3 separate regions of the Sus scrofa genome follow, and regions 1 and 2 are each linked to region 3. The links are chromatin contacts, called in public Hi-C maps. All regions are on one chromosome and are shown on one strand. The core of a region is the stretch at or near the end of the contact, and the rest is flanking DNA. Distances in the headings are between cores, read along the strand shown.

What was found. A called contact is a pair of places that touch in the nucleus more often than the background predicts.
Region 1: a Hi-C map of liver shows a contact between it and region 3, with 2.4 times the contacts expected there. The contact joins two enhancer-like sites. A contact is called at or near these places in 2 of 47 Hi-C or Micro-C datasets (embryonic fibroblasts and liver).
Region 2: a Hi-C map of liver shows a contact between it and region 3, with 6 times the contacts expected there. The contact joins two enhancer-like sites. A contact is called at or near these places in 7 of 47 Hi-C or Micro-C datasets (brain, embryonic fibroblasts, liver and 1 more) and 1 of 2 datasets of contacts at active chromatin or transcription factors (skeletal muscle).

Annotation. Positions count from the first base shown.
Region 1 is chr17:5,171,298-5,173,997 of Sscrofa11.1, forward strand. No RefSeq gene overlaps it. Among named protein-coding and RNA genes, the nearest start is that of SLC7A2, 19 kb to the right of the region's middle. Within about 2 kb of position 1,289, at least 1 of the 83 cell types and tissues checked has an H3K27ac peak or open chromatin away from gene starts, as enhancers often do. A contact at or near this core is called in liver, where this site is marked.
Region 2 is chr17:5,228,473-5,231,172 of Sscrofa11.1, forward strand. The region is part of intron 1 of SLC7A2 (solute carrier family 7 member 2); the gene reads left to right. Among named protein-coding and RNA genes, the nearest start is that of SLC7A2, 38 kb to the left of the region's middle. Within about 2 kb of position 1,314, at least 4 of the 83 cell types and tissues checked have an H3K27ac peak or open chromatin away from gene starts, as enhancers often do. A contact at or near this core is called in liver, where this site is marked.
Region 3 is chr17:5,039,300-5,041,999 of Sscrofa11.1, forward strand. All of the region lies in intron 8 of MTMR7 (myotubularin-related protein 7), which reads right to left. Among named protein-coding and RNA genes, the nearest start is that of MTMR7, 82 kb to the right of the region's middle. Within about 2 kb of position 1,417, at least 8 of the 83 cell types and tissues checked have an H3K27ac peak or open chromatin away from gene starts, as enhancers often do. A contact at or near this core is called in liver, where this site is marked.

The DNA.
Region 1 (2,700 bases), core at 39-2,538, 130 kb after region 3:
TGGGATCCGAGCTGCGTCTGTGACCTACACCACAGCTCACGGCAACACTGGATCCTTAACCCACTGAGCAAGGGCAGGGATCGAACCCACAACCTCATGGTTCCTAGTTGGATTCGTTAACCACTGAGCCATGATAGGAACTCCAAAATTTATTTGTATTTAAAAGGAAAAATTCTGCCTGTGTCTGTATCCTCTATTATTTTTGGAAAGGCCCACTTTTTTCCCAGAGAAGTGTAAAAAGATTTTTTTCTTTCACTTTTTTTTGAGATATAATTGACACTGAGCACAGTATAAATTTAAGATGTACAGCTAAAGATTTGATTTATATACATCATGAAGTGACTATCACAATAAGTTTAGAGAGCATCCATCATCTTATATGGATACAAAATTAAAGAAATTTGAAAAATTTTTTTCTTGAGATTAGAACTCTTAGGATTTACTCTCTTAACAATTTCCATATGTAACATACAGCAGTGTTAATTCTATGTATCATGCTTTACATTACATCAAAACAAAATGTCCTGGAAATGAGTTTTATAGCTAAATCTATGGTCAAAGAAGATTAAGCATAATTTTTATATTCAAACCCAGGAAGATGAGTTCTAGTGTTCCATTTTGTACTCACAAAATCAGGCTACCACCATTCAGATTTAATTTAAAGGAGTTCCCGTCATGGCTTAGTGAAAATGAATCTGACGCAGGTTCAATCCCTGGCCTCGCTCAGTGGATTAAGGATCTGGCATTGCATGAGCTGTGGTGTAGGGCCCAGACATGGCTCAGATCTGGTATTGCTGTGGCTGTGGCATAGGCCAGTGGTTACAGCTCTAATTTGACCCCTAGCCTGGGAACCTGCATATGCTGTGGGTGCAGCCCTGAAAAGACCAAAAAAAAAAAAAATTTAATTTAAGTAAAGTTGTTTAGCTCCTTATATATTTCCCTAAAGACATAATGTTAAGCTTAACATTTATTTTCAAGATCTCATGGAACTGCAGTTAATGGTGTAAAGCAGAGAATTTGTCTTCATTGGGTCTCTGGATCAGTAAGCATCAACCCATCCACTGGGATGAAGTGTATAGAGTACACAGAGAAAAACCAGATTAGTCTCTGGGCATTGCAGCTAGTGGACATTTACTGTCTGTTTTTCACTTAGGTGGTTGCCTAAGAGCAGAAACTTGAACTAAGTTATCACAAGAATTGCCCAACATATCAAGCTTGTCAACCAGTTTTTGACACCTACGTCAACACCAGAAAGAAAGCAATGATTGCAGTTCTGCAGCCACACCCCTCCACACACCCCCTGATATCACTAATCATAGGGCTTCCAGATGGAAAAAATGATCGAACAATTTAGCCTTGCTTTATCTCTCCCTAAGTTTTATTTAAAGTTTTGCCTATTGTATAATATTCTCTTTCAACCTCACCTAACCATAGAGACCTAACCTAACCTCTCTTAACCATCGAAAAAATATCGTTTTAATCCCTCAGAGAAAAAAATAAGCAGTATATTAGAGATGGGTAAAGCCATGATTGAAAATTTGTCTTTTCTAATCACGTACCCCATGTACATTGTCTTTTGTGTTTGTGCAGGTTTGTGACACATCTCATCTAGCTGACAAATGGTTTTGACAAATGCCTAGTCATTGTCTTGCTACCTCTCTACCTACACTCCTGATCACATCTCTGTTTGAAATCACAAGGTTACAGGACAAGTTGTCCTAAGTATTGAAATCCTGTATTTGTCTAGTGGTGAAGCATGTTTGAGGCAAGTACTAGTTTCCTGCCAACTGCTTCAGCCTTGACCCCCAGGACACCTGCCACCTTTGTTACGAGAGCAGTGATGCATTAGCGGTGGGCTCTTCTGACATTGACATTCCTCCCTAGAATCAAGACATCCAGTGGACTGGGGAAATTCCAAAGAACTTTCCTACATTACATAGAGGCACAGGCGGGATTTGCTTTGAGAAGTAAAATAAGAGTGCAAAAAAATGTTACAAACTTCACTTTGGGTATTCCACCAGATAGGGTTAAGGCTTTAGGGAAAGACATTTAAATTACCTAGGTCCCTCTTTCCTTTTGTGAAGGATGAAACAGCTTCACTGGATCATGCCAGAGACCGACTTCACCTCTAGCTTTCAGTGGTTCTATGACAACAGAATGGTTTACCAATGGGGAGAAAGAACACTGAACAGCAAGAATACAAATCTTAGGTTCTCCACTGTCCTATGACATCTTGGGTTGCCATTTGCTTCATTTTCTTAGAGGATATAGTGGAAATTAGCATAAAAATAATCTTAAGAAGTTATCTAACCCATGCTTGGAAATAACTGCTCACCTGTTCACATAGGCACATACTTGTAACCATGTTGAAAATGTTGCAGATTTTGGGAGTTCCCTTCATGGTATAGCAGAAACGAATCCGACTGGGAACCATGACGTTGTGGGTTTGATCCCTGGCCTCACTCAGTGGGTTAAGAATCTGGTGTTGCTGTGTGCTGTGGTGTGGGTTGCAGATGCAGCTTGGCTCTGGCGTAGGCCGGCAGCTGTAGCTCTGGTTGGACCCCTAGCCTGGGAACCTCCATATGCTGTGGGTGCAGCCATAAAAAGACAAAAAACAAAACAAAACAAACAAAAAAAATATGTTTCAGATTTTAGAGTTTCCACTGTGGCTCAGCAGGTTAAGGACCCAGCATTGTCTCT
Region 2 (2,700 bases), core at 64-2,563, 190 kb after region 3:
TCCTGAGGGTTTTTTTTTTTTTTTCTTGTTTGTTTGTATGGCAGGGGACGTGGGGGGAAATACAGATCCACATATTCCATTGAGAACAAGCTCTCAGCATACATGGTTGGTTTGCCTGTGCTTTCTGAGCTGTACATTTGGCTAGCACTTTAATTTTTGGAAGTGGAGAAATTACCCCAAATTATTGATTGGGGCAAGAGTCAAAGATGACTCAGAACTAAACTCTATCCCTGCATCTAAAGTTGGAATCTAATGAGGAACCGTTTTCCCACATATTTTCCCTATATTCTTGCTACATTTCTGTTATCCTTTCATCCCACCAGAGAAATTTGCCTTGACTTTTCAAGTTGAATAGTATCCTTCACTGGGGGTCTTAAGCTACATGAGGCTCTTCATCAGACCATTGGAAAGAATATTTTCGTTCTACATATTCACGATTTGAAGGAAAAGGGAGTGTTTAGAAATCTTAAAAAAAAAAAACCAAATAAACAATCTCTAGAATATGAAACAAGGAAGTAGCCAACAGTCATCATTGTAATGATTAGTAGTAGTTGTGTTTTCTTCAGATTCTTCAGTAAATTATCTTTACACTCACAGAAAGCTGTCCTAGAAAGGAGAACTGTAGGAATGGCAGGTCCTAAGGGAGGTATAAGTGATGTTCCAGAAGGATTTGTTTGCCAGGGATTTAATTTGACAACGAGCTGCTTACCTTAAAGGATCATGGTCCAGTTCCACCTTCTGCCTGCCTCACTAGTGATTGGGTGTGTGCCAGCTCACGCTTGGTGTGCATTAAGCAACTCAGTGGTACTGGGCCGTGGATGATGAAACACTGCTTTGCTGCTTGTAAAGAGGGACCTTCCCGCAATCGGGATTTGTTGAAACCTTCCTGTGAAAGATTCTTAAACAAACTTGGTTTTTGTTGATATAAGATAAATGAAATGGGGAGGTTGTGTAGTAAGAGTTTAGGAGGTTCAAAGAATTTTCACTTGCCCTACTTTTTGGTAAATATCATAAAGTGTCTCTCGGTGACAAGGAAATAATTTGCTTAGAACATTCTCAATGACCCTCTAGCGGACTCAGTCTGTGTACCCTAGATTTTAAAAAATCAGACTTCTGAATACTCAAGAGAAACTGTGGGTAGAACTCTATGGACTGCAAGTAACCCTAAAAAGTAATACCATTTGGAGAGAAGAAAAGACAAATGGAGTTGGCCCTCTGTAAACGCGGATGCCCAACATGTGAATACAGAGGACCGATTATGGGAGTTGAGCATCTGGGGAGTTTGGTACCTGTGGCTAATCTGGATTGGATCCCCTACAGATATGCAGATATGGAGGGATGGCGGTATGGTCACCATCCTTGATCAGAATATGAATACTCAGTGTGAGGAACCAGAAGGGTTCATTGTGCTGTCACTGGAATTCATTTGAGGGGCTCAGACTTAAAAGATAAAGGAATAAAATGCAAATCTATGAAAAATAGCCACGGAATGTTTGCTCTTATCTTTTCAAAATATTTAGTCATAAAGGTGGGAGAAAAGGGACCTTGGAGGAGTGGCAGTAGGTGACTGAGGGAGGGCTGATCTGCTTTTGGCTTTAGAAGAGTGGCTTTCTGACCAAAGGGGGAGAACAGAAAGGGAACCTGAGGCTCAAGTTAGTGGGAGAGAACATAGCTGCTTCATGCTATTTCACAATTTTAGGCCTGGAATACTTACATCTCATGATAATTAAATAATGAGCAGATATGAGGGTGGAGTGACCATCTGTCATTTTGGAGGCCCCCTGAAGTATAGGAAAGGGAGCAGCAGAAATTAAAGAGGCAGTTACTCTTCAAAATAGAGGCCACTATAGATCCTGGAAACCCCAGATCAGGGAGCTGGATATAGTTTACCAGCAAAATTCTAGGAATGTGTGGTGTGTACTTGGAAAAGAAGTAAGCAATTTCCAAAAGGTGTCATAAGTTCACCAAGAATAGTTTTGCCTGAGAAACTCCATACCCTCTTTTCACAAGGCTATGAGACTGATGGGTTTTGGAAATTTAAATGTAATATATTATCATCTCAGCAAAGCTTTTAATACTGTATGTTGTGATAACTTTAGAGTAAGCTGGAGAAGAATGTGGATCTTCCATTGTTTCCATGATGTACCCCGAGTGTTGATTAATGGGTTGATGCCAGCTTGGAGGGACATTCTTGATGGCATGCCATGGTACTCTGTCCTTTGCCCTGTCACGTTTAACAGTGTTTATCATTTACTTGGGTTAAGATAAAAGTCATGCTTGCTAAATTTGCAGTGACATTGGAGTTCCCATTGTGGCACAGCAGAAATGAATCCAACTAGTATCCATGAGGATGAGGGTTCGATCCCTGGCCTCTCTCAGTGGGTTAAGGATCCGGTGTTGCCATGAGCTGTGGTGTATTAGGTCACAGACTTGTCTCAGATCTGGCATTGCTATGGCTATATAGATAGTCTATGTATATATCATTGAGAAAAAAAATACCTGAGGGTTTTAGTTGATGACAAACCAAGTATGAGTCATTTATTCACCTAACAAATGTGTACTGCACTCCTCTCTATGTTTTAGTCCCTGTGTGTACACAGGGAATGCAGCATGCGAGTAATAGATAGACCCTGTTTTCCAGAAACATTTAGTATAAAGGAGTATACTAGTTCTCAAAGGTTTCCATAAAAAAGTACCACA
Region 3 (2,700 bases), core at 167-2,666:
TACAGAACTATACGGTGGCCGACAACATTCATCTAATATTCATGTAGCATCCAGGCACCATGAAACTAGCAGTGGGGAGAAAGGGCAATTTTCTGGGCAACATACAAAAGATGGAGCGTGGTGACCAAAAAAGGAGCAAGGTGTCGCTGCCAGTACATCTACCTTGAAAACAGGGATTTACAGGGAGGTATCCCAGTGCAGCATGACCTCGAAAGCCCAGATGCGGGAGTCATTCCGTGTGCACCTCCCACCCCCCAACTCCTCTCCCAAAGAAAGGGCGCCCTAGAAGATTTCTATCTCCACACCTGAGGATAAGTTTCCTCTGCCTTGGAAAGAGCCAATTCCAGGTTTTTCTACTGCCTGTTTCAATGAAAAAAAAGAAAATATAGGGCATCCTTTTATTGTTTGAGGGGAAAAGCATTATTTATATGACAAAAGGAAAGCCTCTGTGGAAAGCACTTAATCAGCTATGAAATTGCCATGTAACTGAGAGGCTTCATTTTTATCTCACTGGCAGATGTTTGGGCCACAAAATAGGGTTAGAACTTGGAAATCGAAGTTAACGTTCAATCAGCTCTATAAAAGACCCACACTGGATGTGAACTCAGTCCTGGATTTCAGTTTCTGATGAAATATCCTGTTGCTCTTGTTCAGAGAGAGCTATTTGGGGCCAGAATGCAAACAATTTTTCATTTCTGCTAGGAAGAAGCTATTCTGATAATGTCGGTAACAGTGGTAAAAGAAATCTGGGGGAAAAAGTATGAAGGAAATGCATTATTCCTCTTCCTATCAGGTGACTGTCACACCTTCCCACCTCTCTGGCGCCAAGGACAGCTCTTTGGAGGAAAAGCCTCAGAAGGCAGGTCTGATTGCATCACATCATCAGCTAAGCCTCCACCAGGGGTTTATAATTTACTTGGTAAAAACAGACAGTCAAACATTGGTCAAGTCCCCTGAAAGGCATCCAGAAAGCTGTCCTTGCTTACCACATGGACACAGAGCTGGACACGCAGCGCCGAAGTGCCATGATCCCTCTTGGGAACTGGGGCTGTTTGCTGGTCCTTTCGAAATAATGAGTCAGACCAGAGGTTTAAGGGCAGGGGAAATGGTTCCTAATAAGAAGCTGGATAAGTGCTAATTTTAAGACAAAAGCCAAATGGCCATGTTACAAGCACCCCTGGGAACAGAAGAAAATATATATTCTCAAAAGTCAGCTTACGAAATTACTAAATGAAAAAAAAAAAGCATACAAATGCTTTTCATGATTCTGATAATCATGAACACACTTCATAACTAAAATGAGATACCCTTTCCATGACAGTATCACGCTGGTCCAATTTTTCAACATCTAAAAGGCAGAGTTTATAGCAGTGACGGCCACACTGGCCACTCGCCAGAAGTGTACAAAGCTCAGGGCCCAGGGCATCCCCGAGGTTGTCTGAGATGCAGCAAGTACCACGTGGAAGTCAGATGGAGACCATTCTGGGGGCAGGATTGTTTTCTTTTTACAGATGCAGGAAGAAGTTTCTTCTAACCATTCAAATGCTCAATTTTAAACTATCTGCCACCCGGGGCATCAAACTGTGGACTCCCAGACTGTCAGGGCTGGGAGGGTCCTCAGAAATTATTAGTCCAACCCTCTCCCTTTACAGCAGGTAATAGGGCCACCCAAGAGGGACATGATGTGTTCAAAGCTGTACGCTGACTGAAACGATCCCACGAATTGGGAGGTTGTGGGGGGGCTGTCAGGCTTGTCTGTGACACTCAGGTTCCTCCAGCCCCACCACTAGGTTCTCACTGCATCTGGTTCTGATTATACAGAGCATGGCATGAGTTACTGAGAGCAAATGTGTACCCCCAGAAAAGAGCAATGCAACACTTTCTTTGTCCCTCTTCATTCCAGACCCCACATTTCCTGTTCGGACAGGACAGCCCCGTCCCTTGCACACAGCTCCACCTGCCTGGGGCTTTCGCCCCAGAAGTGCAAGCACATCCCTTGCAGCCTCTCCCAGTCCTGAGTACAGAGGCCAGTGGTGCATTCTCCTTTACCCCTTCTGTTCCCACAGAAGGGTAGGGCCTGGCAACACACTCCTCCCGGGCCTGCCAATCATGATGAACCTGGTTCTGCTCAAAATGTACAATTTCTGGCAATCAGTTTAAGGCTGGTTGGGCCACAGGACTAATTCCTATATATTACATAATGCAGCTTTGTGATTTCCTCTCCCCAAGCACGGAAGCCTGAGCACGTGCATCTGGTGATGCTCCCTGCCAGGAGGGGAGGGGAGGGGTGCCCTGCAGTGGTTGCTGCTGAGAGAAAGGAGGACCAAGACCCCCAGCATCCTTACAATGGCCATTTGGCACCTCATCTTATACAGAACAGCTGGTGATTGCTTTAAAGGCAGGACAGCTTTATCTCCAAGTGGTCTTGAACGTGGGTCAAACTAGTATTATGAGGGAAAAAGAAAGCAACATCCCTGTGGACTCTGATCTTAGGTGTTAGGTACCATTGGAGAGAGCCTGGCAGCTAGCCATCATGGGACAAAACCACTCCACAGGGCATAAAAAATAAGACCGAAACCCGTCAAATGTCTAAAGAGTACCTGCAATTTGATATTCTTCCCCGCTAATCCCACCCCTGCAAACAACATGACAGAAAGACACAATTTTCACATCAAGAGACTATCTCATTCCACTTTGACA